Regions from separate parts of the Mus musculus genome. Here region 2 is linked to region 1. A link is a contact called in public HiCAR-type data. All regions are on one chromosome and are shown on one strand. Each heading gives the region's core, a stretch centred on a gene start, on an enhancer-like site or on the middle of the called end of the contact. The rest is flanking DNA. Distances are from core to core; before and after follow the strand shown.

Region 1 (5,357 bases), core at 891-3,390:
TGTGGATCTGAACCTCACTGGCCTGGCAAGATCTCTAAGCACTAGTTGGCCTTTATGACGAAGCCCAACGAACTTTCAGAGATTTTTCTCACCACTAATAATTAAATACAATGTGAAAAAATAACACTGACCATACATATCTTAATTAAAAAATGAGTTTTCATCATAGAAAATAAATTCAGGCTACCTTTGAAGGGAAATTCAGTGAACAACAGCAATGCATCATGCGTGGGGGCTCGTCCATACGTTAACTCACAGCATAGGGGAAGAGGCAGGCATACATCTCTTAGCTCCAGGACAGCCTCATCTATACGTCTAAGCCTGGGCTGGCTGGGGCTACATAGTTAGACCATATCTCAAGGAGAAAAAGAGAAACAAAGAGAGGTGGGGGAAGGGGAGAGGGAGAAATGCTAAGAAAGGAAATCTTCATACAACTTGAAAGTTAACTTTAAAACTACTGAATAGGATGAAGCAGCACACCTGATATTCACAGGGGAAACTTTCTCTTAGGAGATGAGTTCATTTTCCTCATTTCTACTATGAACGTGCATTGAGCATAAAATACTTCTATAGTGACAAATGACCATAGGCTGAAGGTCCAGCAACCAAGATCCACTATGTGCAGTCAGGAGCCTCCCAAGAAGACAAAGGCAAATCTACATTGCCCTAATTGGCTCTGTTGCTGTAGCTACCTTAGACTTGGTGAGCCTTGGGGAGTTTTGCAATCAATATTAAGGCAGCTGCATAAGTGTGTAGTTCATTAGTCCAGCCGATGTCACAAATGCTACTGTATCCATAAGAGCAAACCAGGCTGGCTTTATAACCCTGAACAATAGGAGCAGCATTCTGACCCTGCAAAGCCTCCCTCTGGACTCCGACTCTTAGTGAATGATGCTAAGGATTTGCTGACTTCAGCTGCCTGCTCAGAAGATGCTTAGCTGAAGGAGACACACAGGGGCTTAATAGACTTCACATCAATAAAAACACAAAAAGAAGGGGGAGGCATGCAATTTCTGACCACGTATTGGTCCTCAGTGAAGAGCTCTTTCAGAACTCTGTGGGTGGTTTTCTAATCTTCTCTGAAATCCTCTTAGGTTTCAAAGGAAAACTTGCAAAGAAAAAAACATTGCAGACACTTGAAGAAGCCTTCTTTGCTATATTCCACAAGAGAGCTGCACTTTAATTTGGTACCCAAGTTTTCGTTCTAAGGAGAGGAAAGAATGTCTCATCTTGGAGAGCCCTGAATTCTTTGGCTGCTCCCTAGTTTAGCCAGGGTTCTAGTTTCCACAAGATTAGAATCTATATTGGCCGGCCTCTGTCAGTGACCAGGACACACATGCTAGGTCTCAGTGCCTCAAAACTGTGCTCTGTGCCTTGCTTGAGTGCCAAGCGCTGCAGAGTTTTCTCCCAGCTTGACCCCTAGTTCGTTTTTTTTTTTTTCTAATTAGGTTAAGTTCCCAGGGAGTGTCCTTCATTTGTCCTGGGGTACCCAGGAGAGCAAGAAGGCTCCCTGACATTCCTGCATCAAACATTCAACTATTTTTGTTTTTGTTTTCTGTAAAGTAGCAGGACCCTTTGGGGAGGCCACAGCAGTGCGCATTCGCTCCTCCATTGCTAGCTCTTAGTGGTACAGGAACACTGGGACCCAAGCTTTGAAAATGAACCACGGTCTTGAGGAACTTATCTTCCACAAGGTTGAACTGTAAGGGGAGGGGAGCAAAAGGAGCAAGTCCACACAAAAGCAGTCAGCCAGGAAGCTCTTCCTGTACAAAGGTTGCTCCCAGGTGCTGAGCAGCAAGGCTGGGTTGGACCAAGTAGTGCTGAAAGCCTTTCCCCGGCCTGCAAGATTCCTCCAGGGCTCACGGAGCTGTCCCTGCTCAGTCAGAGCCTGGGTACTGTGTTCCGGGAGGGTGCAGGGAGCTCCACCCTAGGGCTGCCCCACTCACAGAGCAAGCCCGCGCAGCCTTGGAATCCCGCCCCACCCCTGCCTCTCGCCAGGTCTGCAGAAGCCGGGCTTGTCCTCACCTGGAGCATTCAGCACAGCTGAGCGCGAAGGAAAGTGGCAGCGCCAGTGCCAGCCATCCCTGCCACGACTCACGTAGAGGCCGCCTACACTCCCTTGGCTGTCTGGGATGCTAGAGGGAGGGCGCTTGGCTTTGTTGTTTATTCATAAGACTGCAGCTAAGGCTAGGGATTGGCCAGCAGATAGGTACGCCCGCCTCTCTTGCAATGACGAGCTCAGTCACCACGCCCCTACAGTTTTGTGGACTCCGCTAACGCACAGGGCTGGATTAGAGTAGGACACCCGAGCCCGGGGCCCTTCAAGAGACCCTGCCCCCAACTGTCCCTCTTCACATCCTTGGCTTCTGCTGCAGCTCTCGCTACACTTTCAGAGAGGACACCAGATCACTGGTCCAACCAGAGCAGGAATTTCTCTGGTGTCTTGTAAACAAGCGGCACTCAGTCCTCAGATGCAGAGTGGTCCCTGTGGGAAGAGTGGGCATCTTGGTGGAGCTACTAATCAGAGGAACTCTGCAAGAACTGTTCCTGTCATTCAATCACATGTGCTAACTATCAAGTAGAAAATAAGAGTTAATAGGAGTCCGGGATTCTTTGCTCCTTCTGACACAAAGCAAGGTGCCATATAAATTACTGCATAAGAGCTGCACAAAAGCTCTGAAAATTAGAATGATCCCTTGAATGTTGAAGGTTCAGGACTACAGTTGGTGCAATGACCTAAGGCAGGGTTGCCCTTGCCTGTTATCTTTGAGCCTGTCAGGGACTCAGTTTCCCTTTCATTCTCCTAATTGTGAAGGGAAAGAAGTGAGGTTTAGAACAGGTCACACAGCACTCCCCCCTCGGTTCTGGTTCATAGGATAGCCTTTCTTCATGATGACCTTTTAAGGAGAGAGAGAGACAGAGAGACAGAGACAGAGACACAGAGAGAGAGAGCATGCACAAACGCACGCTTATCTTTGACGTATGCACCATCATCTTACTCTTCCAACTCCCCTTTACAACAGTTTGGTATATTTGAATGGAAGCCAGCAAGTGATTTTTGAATGGAATATGATTAAATTTAATTGATGGATGAAATCTATACTCTATACATGTGTTCAGCTCAATACATAATCCATTGTATGGTGACCAGGTCTCCTGCCAGATTAACCACACCCAACTAAGTGATATTTCAGAAGTTTCTTTTAAAGTCAATGGTTTGAAAATCAGGTCATGTCTTTTCATTATAAAATGTTCTATAATACGTATGGTAAGGTCCGAGCCAGCACACACACAAAAAAATGGATCAACTAAGCCCAAATTCTGGTAATTAAGAGAACTAAGGAAAACAACCCTAATGCTAAATATTGAGTCCAGAGTTCCAAGCTATGTATAAGAGATGGCAAGAGGATGCTATTCTCATTCCTCTCACATCCACAACCTGACCCATCCACAAACTTTATCTAATCAAAACTTCTTTGACATCCTCTTATCTCTGTTTATGTCTCTTGCCATGACACTCCAAAGTCAGAAATGCAGAGTGCCACTTAGACCCGCTTAATGCTGTCATTCTCTGAGGTAGCTCTTTCCCATGGGAACGGCTTTCTCTGCAGTGGCAGAAAATGATGTCAGCTGTGCAGTAAAGCTAAAACAATCTTCTCGAAGCTCATTTATAATAATTCTTTATCCTGCCCCAAACGGTCAACACTACTTTAAACAGCTCTACTTGGTAAGGTTTATCGCAAAAGCTGCTGTTAGTACACAGCAGGGATAAAAATCTATTCTACCCCACCTCATCACACACAGGATCTGTAGACCAGAAAAAGTGTTCTCTGCACATTAAAACAATAAAACTACACATTATGAATGTTACTCCCTTTAGTGGGTAAGGCAACAGATTGTATGTTGTGTGTGTGTGTAAATTTGCATAAATTCATATGTGTACACACGCCCACAGCTGTTTCCAAACAAGGCATCAAATTTAGAAACGGAGTTTGAGGACTTGTAGGTTTAGAAATTCTCTATTTAAAGAATTCTCAGTTAAGTTTTAATTTCAGATAAACTATATCTAACTTTTAACTTTACTATAGATTAGCTTTGCAATGGGAAATACCTAGTTTTAAAAGTTAATATAAGGTCTGGAGGGACTGTACAGAGCCTAGATTACACGCTGCTTTACCAAAGAACCAGGACTGAATCCCAAGCAACCACAAACACTACACACATATCTGTAAGTCAAATAGCATCAAATCTAACACCTTTTTGTGGCCTATGTGGGCACCAGGCAGGCAAGTTTTGCACAGATATACATAATCCCGATGAGACACCCATGCATAGAAAATAAAAATATTTTTGAAATCACTATAAAGAAAAATAGTATATCCTATTCAACATCTAGGCCATACTTATACTGATGTTACATTGAGTTTGTGAGAAGAGCAAATTTAGCTGAGAACCCTGCAATTTATTTATTAGATTTGTCAGTATTTGGCTATTGCTTGGTTTTAACTGGTTAAAATCTTTTTGAGACAGAAGTAATTAGAATACCCAGCTACAAAAGCAAATAAGCAACGGCTATTCAAATATCACTCACAGAAGGAGTTTTGACAGTAAAAGCTTGGTATATAGAGTGAAACTACCATTAAAATGAACAGAAAAGGGCTGGAGAGATGACTCAGCAGTTAAAAACCCTGCTTGCTCTTCCAATGGACATGTGCTTGATTTCCAATAACCAGGAAAGTCAGCACACAACCATCTGTAATTCCAGTATGTCAGGATCCACTGCCCTCTACTGGCCTTGTTGGGCAATGCAAGTAAGTAGCATGCGCAAGCAAAACAGTTGTACAAATAAAAATTAATTAATTAAAAGCTATTTTAAAGGTGTAGAAATACATAAAAACATATTCACTATTTAATATGACTCTCATTTGTTGGAACCATGGTCCCAGAATCTCTTTTTGAAGCTCTTCCTCCTGTTGAAAAAAGAATTTGAAAAGGAGTTCAAACTGGCCACATAAAAAGAGCAGAAATCAAAGGGTACCCAGAGCCTTTGTTCCTTATGACTCTTATTGAAGAAAGCATAAAATTGACTGCCTCCATTGTGAGTTTGGTCTTGGAGACTAAGGCAATGCACCAACCTTTAGGTACGAACAAAGAGGAAATACTTAGAATTAAATGATATTGAACATGTAGTCAGCTAAGAGATGCTCCATGTAACCTGGAAGTTAGGATGTGCCTAAGACATACACAGTGACAGCTAGCTAAACTCACTGTCACCATTTACTTCTCAGCTCTGTATGCAACACAGAAGAAACAATGATGCATTGATGTCACTGCCTTTTAGCATTCTTACTATTATA
Region 2 (5,772 bases), core at 3,193-5,692, 1.1 Mb after region 1:
CCAGGGATTTGTTGACCTTGTTTCAAACAAACTAACAAACACACAAATAAGCCAAAAAGATGAGTTTATTCCTGCAACAAACCAAAGTTTTAACAAACTCTTGGAAAGCATGCTCTGCATACCGCTCACTGTGGGAAAGCATGCTCTCCCTGCATACTGCTTGCGGTGGGAAAGCATGCTCTCTCTGCATACTGCTTGTAGTGGAAATGTTTTCCCTGAGAGAAGTTGTCAAGGTTCTGAAGACACGGTGGTCAGCTGATGAGAGGTCGGGTAAATGTGGTGGATAAAGCAAAGCTCCACTTTGGTCATTCAGATTTGAAGCACTGGTTATGCCACATGCAGTCAGGCATTGCTCTGAATAGGGCTCTTTCTGCTGACTTCAGGAGTTACAGTTTTGGTGCATCTCAATGATCTGCTGGGTACCCTTCTCAGATGCCATGGTTTCTCTGGGATTCAGAAAGCTGTAGTGGGTCAGAGCAGCAGCAGACCACCAGTGACTGGACTGTTTTTGGTGAAAGTCTGGCTTTGGGGCTTCTCAGTCCAGCCACTAAGCTGGCTGTGACTAGTTTTCCTGTACAGTCTACTTGTTGTCATCACAATCTGAGAAATGGTTCATGCATGAGAACTGAAAACAATGGCTGTTCGATTTTCAGTCTGTTTATGAGGCATCAACTTACTGAGGGTTTTTTTGTTTTGTTTCATTTTAACTTTTCAGCTGTTTTCAAATATTCGATAATCACTGATTGGTCCATTCTGACTTCTTTGGTATGTATTTCTTTAGCTGTAAGGTCCGCTTCCACAACTGTTCTCAGTATACAGGTCGTAGCCAACTTCTGATAGCCATTTCAGTGCTCGGTCTGTCTCCTCTGCAAGTTCTTGAACAACCAAGGCTCTGTTTGTTAGCAGTTCCAGGGACCAAATATTAGGTATTGCTGGTGTTCCAAGCTACCCCCACTGCTTTCCCTCCCTCTCTAAACTCAGAGTAAATGACTTGATTCCATTTTTTATTGTTTATCTTGAGACAAGGTCTTATGATGTAGCCCTGGCTGGCCTGGAATTTGCTATACAGACTAGGGTCGCCCCACACTCAGAGATCTGCCTGCTTCTGCCTCCTGGAGTACTGGAATTCCAGGTTTATGCTCCCACACCTGGCTTTAGTCTTACTTTTTGTCTAACATCTTTTCCATAGTATAAGACAAATAAACAGCAAGAAATGTCATTAGCCAAAAATAAATAAAAAAATAAAAGCTCTTCAAAACCTAAATGTGGTAAATGCACATTAAGATGAGATATAATGACACTGAAGGGAAAGAGCCCCAATCTCATTGGCACAGGGGACAACTTCCTGAACAGAACACCAATGGCTCAGGCTCTAAGATCAACAATTGATAAATGGGACCTCATGAAACTGGAAAGATTCTGTTCAGGCAAAAGACACAGTCAATAGGACAAACTGGCAACCTACACAATGGGGAAAAAATTGTCACTAATCCCACTGATATCCGAAATATATAAAGAACTCAAGCTAACCACTAAGAAACCAAATAACCCAATTAAAAAATGGGGTACAGAGCTAAACAGAGAATTCACAACAGAAGAATCTCGAATGGCTGAGAAGCACTTAAAAGAAAAGATCAAAGTTCTTAGTCATCAGGGAAATACAAATCAAAACAACCCTGAGATTCCATCTCACACCAGTCAGAATGGCTAAGATCAAAAATTCAGGTGACAGCAGATGCTGGCGAGGATGTGGAGAAAGAGGAACACTCCTCCATTGTTGGTGGGATTGCAAGCTTGTACAACCACTCTGGAAATCAGTCTGGCGGTTCCTCAGAAAATTGGACATAGTATAGTATAGTACTACTGGAGGATCCCGCAATACCTCTCCTGGGCATATATCCAGAAGATGTCCCAACCGGTAAGAAGGACACATGCTCCACTATGTTCATAGCAGCCTTATTTGTAATGGCCAGAAGATGGAAAGAACCCAGATGCCCCTCAACAGAGGAATGGATACAAAAAATGTGGTACATTTACACAGGGAGTACTACTCAGCTATTAAAAAGAATGAATTTATGAAATTCCTAGGCAAATGGTTGGACCTGGAGGGCATCATCCTGAGTGAGGTAACACAATCACAAAAGAACTCAAATGATATGTACTCACTGATAAGTGGATATTAGCTTAGAAACTTAGTATACCCGATATATAAGATACAATTTGCAAAACACATGAAACTGAAGAAGAATGAAGACCAAAGTGTGGACACTTTGCCCCTTTTTAGAATTGGAAGCAATCACCCATGGAAGGAGTTACAGAGACAAAGTTTGGAGCTGAGACAAAAGGATGGACCATCTAGAGACTGCCATATCCAGGGATCTATCCCATAGACAGTCATCCCAAACGATGACACCATTTCATACACTAGCAAGCGTTTGCTGAAAGGACCCTGATATAGCTGTCTCTTGTGAGACTAGGCCGGGGCCTAGCAAACACATAAGTGGATGCTCACAGTCAGCTCTGGGATGGATCACAGGGCCCCTAATGGAGGAGCTAGAAAAAGTATCCAAGGAGCCAAAGAGATCTGCAACCCTGTAGGTGCAACAACATTATGAACTAACCAGTATCCCGGAGCTCTTGACTCTAGCTGCATATGTATCAAATGATGGCCTAGTCGGCCATCACTAGAAAGAGAGGCCCATTGGACATGCAATCTTTATATGCCCCAGTACAGGGGAACGCCAGGGCCAAAAAGTGGGAATGGTGGGTAGGAGAGTGGGGGGCGGGGGTATGGGGGACTTTTGGGATAGCATTGGAAATGTAATTGAGGAAAATACGTAATAAAAATAATATTAAAAAAAAAGAAGTAAAAAACCAACAAAGACACGTTTTAACGATGTAGAAAAACATACTCTACTTGCCTAGGTTTTAAGACATCCTCTTTTCTTTTTTTTCTAAAGATTTATTTATTTTATGTATGTACACTGTAGCTGTCTTCAGACACACCAGAAGAGGGCATTGGATCCTATTATAGATGGTTGTGAGCCACCATGTGAATGCTGGGAATTGAACTCAGGACCTCTGGAAGAGCAATCAGTGCTCTTAACCACTGAGCCATTTCTCCAGCCCAAGATATTCTCTTTTCAAATCTCTACTTTTGAGACAAGGTCACAACATAGGACAGCCTTAAACTCAGATCCTGTCGCAGTCTCCCAGGTGTCACCATTACAGACTGCACCACACACTCTGTTAGCTTTCCAACCTCTACATAGGCTACTGGGGTTTCAGAGATGGTGCTGGTCCACACACAATGTTCAGGAGCAATCTGAGTTTTACAAACTTCCTACTCTTTGTTAACTTTTCCTGTAATTCCATAGAACCCTATGAAAGGTCATATCGTTGGACTTAACATATGATAACTACAGCACTACAACTGTCAGTAGCTTCCCTTTAACCACACGTATCTCAGCCTCTGTGCTTTAGAGCCTACAAGAGTGAGTCCTAAACACACATATATTTCTACTATGTAACCTGAAACATTTCACCTGCTTAGGGAGCCTTCAGAGGTACATGCAGGTTATATGTGTGTGCAAGTTTTGGGAGAGGGTAGGCAAAATACAACTTGTAACTATATTGAGAGTCGTGCAGTGCCTGGTGCTTTTCACATAACTGTCCAAACCCACTGATACCCATTTCCATTCTAAAAGTACCGAAAAACAGACACCTAAAACAGATCGAAAATACAGGAACTCCTCCAGCTTTCCCTCCTCGTTGTAGATTACTTTTATATTTATCACGGTGCAGTGTAAACCAATCTCTATGTGCATCTACAGCGCTGCCTCGGAACACATATTTTCGGATGCTTAGCTCATTAAAGTTGCTCGATAAAATCAGAATACAACCGGGGGTAGTGGCTCATGCCTTTAATTCCAGCAGTCAAGAGTCTACACAGCAAGTTCCAGGTCAGTAAAGGTTACAAGGAGAGACCCTGTCTCAAAAAAATGCATGAAAAAACCCAAAAACAAAACCTGAACGAACCCACGTGACCTAGCCCCAGGTGTCTGACTCTTCTAGTCAAAAGTTACCAACCAAACGCACAATCAGGGGAGTCTGGAGTGGGGAAGCCTGTAAAATCTGACATAGGCAACAGTGTGGAATATCGGACAGAACAAAACTGGACAAGGAGCCGGGAAGCGCGGCCGCAGCCACTCACCGGTGCCCGGGGCCGTGACGTAAGTGCGCCGCGGGTTCGCCAGCACCGTGCCGTCGCGGACCACGCCCACGCCGATCTTGTTGGCGCTGCCTTCGAACCCCAGCACCGCGGGCATGGTGCCTCACGGCTCCCGGTCGTGAGGCCGAGTGACGAGCTGTAACCGGCACTACCACGAACAACCCAGAACCAAGCGAAGGGACTTTCGGGCGCCAGAAGTTATGTCACGAGGTGCCAGGAGGACCAATCATCGCGCTCCAGAACCACGTGGGGGCGGAGCCCTCGAATCACGTGACCACACCAATCGCCCACGTGGGAACAGGCAGACTCCATTCTTTGTGCCGTGAGGGTCTCTGGCTTCGTTGGGAGGTCAGGTACCTTGTTCTAGCGCGTTTCGCGACCCTGCTCGCTGAAGGGCCTAACGCGGGCGAGGGGCTGCATTGCTCGTGGCGGGCCAGGCCGGAAGAACCGCAGCCCCGGGTGTGCAAACGCCTACGGGAGGCGCCTCGCTGCCTCTCCTTGTGTTTTGATTTCATCGTTTCTTATCTGCAGGCAGCGCAGTAAACACTGCTTCGGTGCTCCAGGAGCCTAAGGGCTTTCGTCACAGCGATGCCAAAGCGGGGAAAGAAAGCGGCGGCCGACGACGGGGAAGAACCCAAGTCGGGTAAGCGTGCCCAACCCCACCCCCCAGGCAAGTTCAGGGCTTTACTAGACCGCCATGAATTACGGTAAATATGGACCAAGTTACGTTGCTGGGTTCCGAGAAGTTTGTGTAATTAGAACGCCTAATGAGGTTAGAGTTAACTCTGGCCTGAGGTTGGAACTGCCAGCTCTTACTACTTTACCCATTTTATAGAGCCAGAGACCAAGAAGAGTAAGGGGGCAGCAAAGAAAACCGAGAAGGAGGCCGCGGGAGAGGGCCCTGTCCTGTACGAGGACCCTCCAGATCAGAAAACCTCACCCAGTGGCAAATCTGCCACACTCAAGATATGCTCCTGGAATGTGGATGGGCTTCGAGCCTGGATTAAAAAGAAAGGTTTGGATGTGAGTACAGTTCAGAATCGGGAAGTAGACCTTTCTTGGTTGACTCGTCTTAAGGACCAATCATCTTGTTTCCTTTGAAACGTTATTTTTCGCGTCTGTAGATGCCCCCCCGGGGGGTTGGTGGAGGGCTCCTAAAAGCCTATATAAACCCCAACAACTCCCTCATTTCATTTTTTAAAAAAACTAGTCTAGACTGTTTGCCCCCCCCCCCCCCGCTTTTGGGTTACTTAGCATATCCTCAATCCCAGTAACTACTTAAGATCCAAATGGGAGCGAGCGTTCTGCAGTTGACAGCACATTGTGCTTCCGAAGGTTCCAGTTAGGTTTCCAGCACCCCAGTCAGGTGACTAACGGACACTCACTCACATACAAGATTTGTTTATATTCTGCTGCTCGAATGCCTTCTGTGTATAGCATGTAGCACATAAAATTTTAATTTTCCACATTTCCATTCAGTGGGTAAAGGAAGAAGCACCAGATATCTTGTGCCTCCAAGAGACCAAGTGCTCGGAGAACAA

Evidence for each region. HiCAR-type assays count read pairs that join an accessible place to other places.
Region 2: a HiCAR-type map of astrocytes shows a contact between it and region 1, with 3 times the contacts expected there. The contact joins the promoter of Osgep here to the promoter of Armh4 in region 1. A contact is called at or near these places in 4 of 39 promoter capture datasets (cranial neural crest, hippocampal neurons, maxillary cranial neural crest and 1 more) and 2 of 115 datasets of contacts at active chromatin or transcription factors (astrocytes and epiblast stem cells).

Annotation. Positions count from the first base shown.
Region 1 is chr14:49,781,243-49,786,599 of GRCm38.p6, forward strand. It overlaps Armh4 (armadillo-like helical domain containing 4), which reads right to left and starts at 2,141. Exons shown (of 8, transcript NM_026142.5): 1 at 2,026-2,141. The coding sequence starts at 2,034.
Region 2 is chr14:50,920,451-50,926,222 of GRCm38.p6, forward strand. It overlaps Osgep (O-sialoglycoprotein endopeptidase), which reads right to left and starts at 4,443. Exons shown (of 11, transcript NM_133676.2): 1 at 4,214-4,443. The coding sequence starts at 4,328. It overlaps Apex1 (apurinic/apyrimidinic endonuclease 1), which reads left to right and starts at 4,499. Exons shown (of 5, transcript NM_009687.2): 1 at 4,499-4,579; 2 at 4,763-4,874; 3 at 5,067-5,254; 4 at 5,711-5,772. The coding sequence starts at 4,820. RefSeq lists a promoter at 4,219-4,691.